Linked DNA regions of Zea mays: region 2 is linked to region 1. Evidence: chromatin contacts called from public Hi-C data. All regions are on one chromosome and are shown on one strand. The core of a region is the stretch at or near the end of the contact, and the rest is flanking DNA. Distances in the headings are between cores, read along the strand shown.

Region 1 (2,981 bases), core at 21-2,520:
AAAAGGTTCAACACAAACTAATAAAAGATTCAAGTTAGGGACAAAAATAAACCGGAGCAAAGAATTGAGTGTGCTGTAGACTGGCGCACCAGACTAACTTGGACCAAGATATTGAGGAAAGCAACACCTCAAAAGAAGACATTAAGAAGATCAAGTGAAGTCCAAGAGAAGAATCAAGTGTTGCCTGCGGACTATCCGGTGCCTCACGCCGGACTGTCCGATGCACCAGGAATAGTAGCCCTAACGGCTAGTTCCAGGTGACACCGTGGAGGGAAGACCACCGGATTGTCCGGTGTGAAGTCCGGACTGTCTGGTGTATAAAGTCTACGCGCCAACGGTCACCTGCTCTGACAGACCTAACGACTAGGCGCACCGGACAAGGGCACCAGACTGTCGGTGATCCCACCGGACTGTCCGGTGCACCACAGAAAGCAACATCTTTCCTCCAACGGCTAGTTTTGTGTTGGGGCTCTATAAATACACCCCAACCAGTCATTTCCAGGTGTGGGAGCCCAAGAGACATACCAAGGCACATAGTTCACATTTCCAAGAGCTCATACACCCAAGTGCTTAATAGAATCACTTGTTGATTAGCGTAGGTGCTTTGCGAAGTGCTTAGGTTAGTTAGACCGCTCTAGCGCTTGCTCTAGGTGAATCCTAGTTAGTTGAGTGAGTTTAGATAAACCAAACAACCACTCGTCTCTTGCGCGAGCCGTTGTAATTGTACCGAGTGGGGCAAGAGTCTTGCGAGACCATGACAACCGCGTTTGTGTCACGACCGCCACCGTATACCGGAGGGAACGAGGCCCGCGACGTTTTCGGCCGGAAGCTCGATAGTGGAGACGACGGGGAGCGTCCGAGAGGAGCCGGAAGCGGAGCACCACTTGCGCGTGGAGAAGGCCCGCAGCTACGGAGTTACTCGATCGAGGTGCTTGGCCCTCGCGTGGGCTTCCCTTTGCGTAGGGACACCAACGAAGATTAGTCGGGACATTATGTGGTTCCGGATACCTCGGTAAAAATACCGGCGTCATCCACGAGAGTTTGCATCTCTACCTTACTATTTAAGTTTCCGCATTTATATTAAACATTTAAGTTTCAATCTTGTATTCATACTTATATAATGTAGATTGAAACTTAACCATTGCGGTAGAGATAACAACACTTAGACAAAACCTAGCTTGCACATTCTAGTTTGATTATTTGCATAAGTTTTGCTCTAAAGAATTATTTGTGATCTAGTTTAAGTGAAAGTTTTGGAAGTTCTAATTCACCCCCTCCTAGGCGTCTCCCAGTTTTCTACACTCATCGGTTCGACTCGGCTCGGCTCGGCTCGACTCGACTCGTTTGGTTTCAAGACCTATAATAACATATTGGGAACTAGGGGATAATGTCGTACTGAATTCGTGTAAATTATTATTATGTTAGGATAGAATAGAAATCATTTACTATTGGTAGGTATGATCCCATTTTCAACTTTTGTTGCCTGTTTGGTTTGTTGGTTTGGTTCCGCTCAGCGGCGTCGCTAGTTCGCTGCTGGATCCGCTAGTTTAACTTGGCCTCGTTCTCCCTGAGCCAGAATCCAGAGGCTCCGTCCTTCGGCTAGGCGAGATCACGTGTCTGAATCAACCAACCAAACCCTAACCCTTGCAGAGGCTGCGGATGAAGCCATCCACCGCCGGCGACGCCTCTGCGGCGGCGGCGGCGTCCTCTTCGGGGCCCTCTACCTCCGCGTCGACATCCGCGTCCACGTCTACCGCGGACGCCACCCACTACATCGCCAAGCGGGTGCTCCGGGGAAGCGCCGTGCTCCACGTCGCCGAGGGCTGCTTCCGCTCGCCCGACTCCGCGGACGTCGTCCTCGCCAAGGTTTGCTTTGCTCCCCACACTTTCACAGGAGAGATGGATTTTTTTGTGAGATCACCGGGGGATGAACTATCCCCACCTTTTCATTACCACAGTTTCTGTCAAAAGCCTGTAATGGTAGTTACAAATTGGGTCATGAGCCCATAGTTACAAAGCAAGAAAGGCCAGAAAGAGAGCACAAGCAAAACCACATACAATAGAACAACAATCACTAACAACCACAGAGAGAAGCAACCAAGCTACAGCTCCTAGAACTGAGGGTGGTGGATGGTCGCTGAATATTGCACCGCCAATAGACAAAACTCCGATAACCTCAATTCCACAGCCGATGACTATAAGGCTCTGAGCCAAGATGACAGACGACATCTTCTATCAATTTTACAATTTACATAATGCGTTTGCTGGTTCATGTTCCCTGTTTCATGTAACTGGGGTTCTGCTTCAGGAAACTTCACTGGAGTTGGTTGCTGTTGGTGATGATGGTGTTTTACAGTCAATATGTGAACAAGACATTTTTGGGATTATAAAAGATATTGGTGTATTGCAATGGCACTCTAGACATAATGGTTTAATTCCACAGGTACTTTTCCTTCTCACTACAGTCCGCAATCTTTTCAATGTTCTTTTGTACACAACACATCTGTGTCTAATTGTGTTTGGAAGTGAGTGATTAATTAATTGTTGATCTTTTCAGATAGAATGCAAAGATCTTCTGGTTGTCCTTTCAGATTCTGGAAAGCTTTCTCTTCTTTACTTTTGTTCTGAGATGCACAGGTTAGTTCTATTTGCCTCTGTTTTTAACTTTTATGCCTTTGTTCTCTGCTTGTTGGTACTAGATTTTGGCTCTTAAATGTTGTTTTTATGGTAATGCTTAGTCAACTGTATTTTATGCATCTAGCAGTATGTTTACTTTTTTCGAACACGCAGGAGAGCTGCGTATCATTATACTAAGAAGAAAAACAAGGTCCAAATTAGACCAGAACAGCCAATACAAACTACAGGCACCTCACGGTGGCCAGAAAACACCATACAAAAAGGGTTCCATTAAGAACTAAAGAGACTACTCACGCCTGGGACTGGAGCCAAGAGGAGGGAGAGGTTTTTAGCCCCTGCCAACT
Region 2 (3,309 bases), core at 547-3,046, 250 kb before region 1:
TAGAGCTTAGGTGAAAACTTATGATGTATAGAATGCATGAAGGATATATGGTTGTAAACAGAATACTTTGATGTATATAAATGTATGATAGAATTTAATTTCATGTTGCTTTCAATATCAATATAGATCTATATATATATATATATGTTTGTGTGTGTGTAAATAAATATATATATAATTCAGTATTGTTTGAAATTTTGAAAAAAGGCGGGAAAACTTCCACTGGCGGCTGAATAAAGAAAACCGCCAGTGAAAAGTGCATTTCCACTGGCGGTTTGCTTTATAAAACCGCCAGTGGAAATGCATTTTCACTGGCGGTTTTCTTTATTCAGCCGCCAGTGGAAATGCACTTTTCACTGGCGGTTCCTTAAGAAAACCGCCAGTGAAAATGCACTTTTCACTGGCGGTTCCAAAATAACCGCCAGTGGAAATGCTGATTTCCACTGACCCCTAGCACTGGCGGTACTGAAAAACGCCAGTGTAAATATGTTTAGAACCGCCACTATAGAGCTTCTGTGTACTAGTGGGGGGCACGCGCGTATGGTGTAAATAGCTTGTGGAATTGACGTACATTTCCATCTTTGAATTCCATTGCTAACCAAACACTAATATTCATTGAGACAGTACCGATTCTGAATTCTACGCTCCAATACTGAGATCCAAACGGGGTGATAGCGAAATTATTAAGGCCTGTTTGGGAGGGCTTTAGGGTTTCTTCCGGCTTCCTCCATCTAAACAGGTCTAGCTCCATAAACTTTAGTTTTGGAAAATAAATAAACTAGAGGCAAGCTTCATAAAATTTATGAGGCTCCTTAAGGGGAGTTTCACAAACACTGTTTTCATACCTCGCGAAAATTACCCACCATGCACCGGTTACACAACATACTTCGGTTCTCCTGTGACAGCCCACTAATTATCAAATGTAATCAAGGAAGTTCACATAAATCAATTGTATTATAGAAGCTAGAATCCGTGTGCAAGACAAACATTTCTTGAACTCACCTCAACAATTTGTTGAAGTTGTTTTATGGTGAAGCAAACCGAAGACATAATTCTTGTAAGTGATACTCTTCCAAACAAGGACAGACATACCAATAGTCGCTAATTTGCTTCTAGTAATCATTAACCTTTTTGAATAGATATTGCACTCAGGCTAGTAGCTAGCCCATACCTTTTCGATGTTGCCTACTTGTGCTGTCGGTATGCTAGCTGCTGCTCTTGTTTTGTTGTCGGTGTGTTGTGTACACACATGCGTACAGCCCTTGACCAAGACGCATCGGCTTCTTCTTCGAGAGGCAGAAAAGAATGCGTGACGTGGTGCTCTTGATGCTTCTTCAAGAGGTACAAGTACAAACAACTGAACGGCCGTCCCGGCTTGTATAAAATAATCTGTCGTCGATAAGATGAGTTATATTATCGCAGGAACACACGAGGTCTTGGGCTGGTAATAAAGTTCAATGTGCTTCTAAGCACTTCTAAGTTCTAACTTCTAATAAGCTGCAATAGTATATTTCTAGACAGTAGGAATCCATCGTTTTCTAGATCTTGAATCATTTGGATCACTTTATCTTTTTTCGCATGTATACTCAGATTATTTCTACATCTATATTCACTCCACAACCAAATTCTTAAAAAAGCTGATCAGAAAAAATCAAAAAACATACGGCTACCAAACAGAAACCGAGGGGGGCAATCGAAAAGGTTCGATCACGTTGATCGATTCTTCTCGACCAGCAAGCTAGCTAGGGTCTCTGTCCTTTCTTGGATTGTTCTTCTAGAATATTGTGTGATAGTTCGTTCAGAAAAGAAGGATGTTGTGTAATAGCAAAGAAAACGTAAATGTTGTCCTGCTGATGAGATGCAGACAAGTGAATAGCCGTCCCTTGTTGTACATACTCTCTCTATCTGAATAAATTATTTTTCTTTTAAAAAAACAATAAGTTTGATTAAATTGATAGAAAAAAGCAAAGATTTATGACATCAAACCAGTACTATTAGACTCAGAATAAAATATATTTTTGGAATAAGTTTTTTTATATATCTGTGCTCTTTTTTTATAGATTTTTGTCAGATACAAAGAAGTTCGACTTGAGGAAACTCTAGGAGTTGATCTATCAAGGAATAGAGAAAATATAGTTACTTCTAAGTTACCATTTACGTGTAAGGACTAAGGTTGTGAGATTTTTTATATTCTTTCAACAGGGCAGCGACAGAACAAAAACAGAGAAGAGTAAAAAGGTTCAAACAGATTCATCCATAAAAAAAAGTGAAAGGTCCAGATGTGAACCAGCGAAGGTCTTTATTCTTTGATATGATTCTAGAACGCCGTGTAATAGCAAGGAAACACAAACTACTCGGCTTAGCATGCAAGCAAAAAAAAAAAATGCAATCCACACATGATTCACTCACTATAATCACTGGTCAGGTAATTAAATGCTGGTGATGATGCTTAGCATTGACAGGCCCCTAGCTAGCAGCACCATCAGTTCACCATCGGTCTGGTCCAGACTAGTGTAAGAAAGTTCAAAGTTTTCTGTGATCCATCACTGTCCCGGCACACGAAACAACTTCACCAACACCAGTTTGTGTGTGGCTCGCAGAAGTGAAGTGATGCGACATCATAACTAGCGACAGCGAAACAAGGGAAAGAAAAGGCCATTGTAATTGTTGAAAATCAAACAAGTTGGGGGGGGGCGTGCATGGAGCAAGGTCGAGAAATCCCATTTGTTATTTTGAATACTAGTTATTTTTCTCAACATGTGGCAAGATGCAACGAACAGGATAAGCTTTTCTTTCAAAAACAAAAGGTTAGCAATTTTAGGATGTAATAAGCTTTCCGTTCAAAAAATACTGTTGAAGAAGTCCTTGTGCTCGGAGCAAACCATGTCAGTTTAGGCTGGCTCAAGCAAGGAACCCTAAAAAGAGTCCTCTACTCTAAATATAGAGGATCAAATGATCCTCTACACTCTACAGCAGCGTCCTCTAAACGGTTCTCTAAATTTAGAGAACCCTGCTGGATTCTCTATATATAGAGTTTCTCTAAACGGTCCTCTATCCATTTGAATACTTTAAATAATCGGTTTAACAAAACTAAAATATGTACAATACATTTTAGAGTATAACAAATACGTGTGTACAAAAAATAAAAATAAAAAATGTCTCTAATATAGGTATTTGAGTATAGAGAAGGTAATTTAGAGGACGTTGTTGGAGATGAAGGAGATATAGAGGATAGAATCTTTTAGAGGAGACTATAAAGGACGGATATAGAGGATGAATATAGAGGACATTACTGGAGACAGTCTTAGA

What was found. Hi-C and Micro-C count contacts between places; a contact is called where the count stands out from the background.
Region 2: a Hi-C map of leaf shows a contact between it and region 1, with 7 times the contacts expected there. The contact joins the enhancer-like site here to the promoter of LOC103632101 in region 1. A contact is called at or near these places in 6 of 25 Hi-C or Micro-C datasets (bundle sheath, ear, leaf and 2 more).

What each region holds. Positions count from the first base shown.
Region 1 is chr7:17,485,900-17,488,880 of Zm-B73-REFERENCE-NAM-5.0, reverse strand. It overlaps LOC103632101 (splicing factor 3B subunit 3), which reads left to right and starts at 1,270. Exons shown (of 15, transcript XM_008653953.3): 1 at 1,270-1,866; 2 at 2,309-2,443; 3 at 2,558-2,637. The coding sequence starts at 1,660.
Region 2 is chr7:17,731,833-17,735,141 of Zm-B73-REFERENCE-NAM-5.0, reverse strand. No RefSeq gene overlaps it. Among protein-coding and RNA genes, the nearest start is that of LOC103632102, 11 kb to the right of the region's middle. Within about 2 kb of position 1,796, at least 9 of the 20 cell types and tissues checked have an H3K27ac peak or open chromatin away from gene starts, as enhancers often do. A contact at or near this core is called in bundle sheath, leaf and leaf mesophyll, where this site is marked.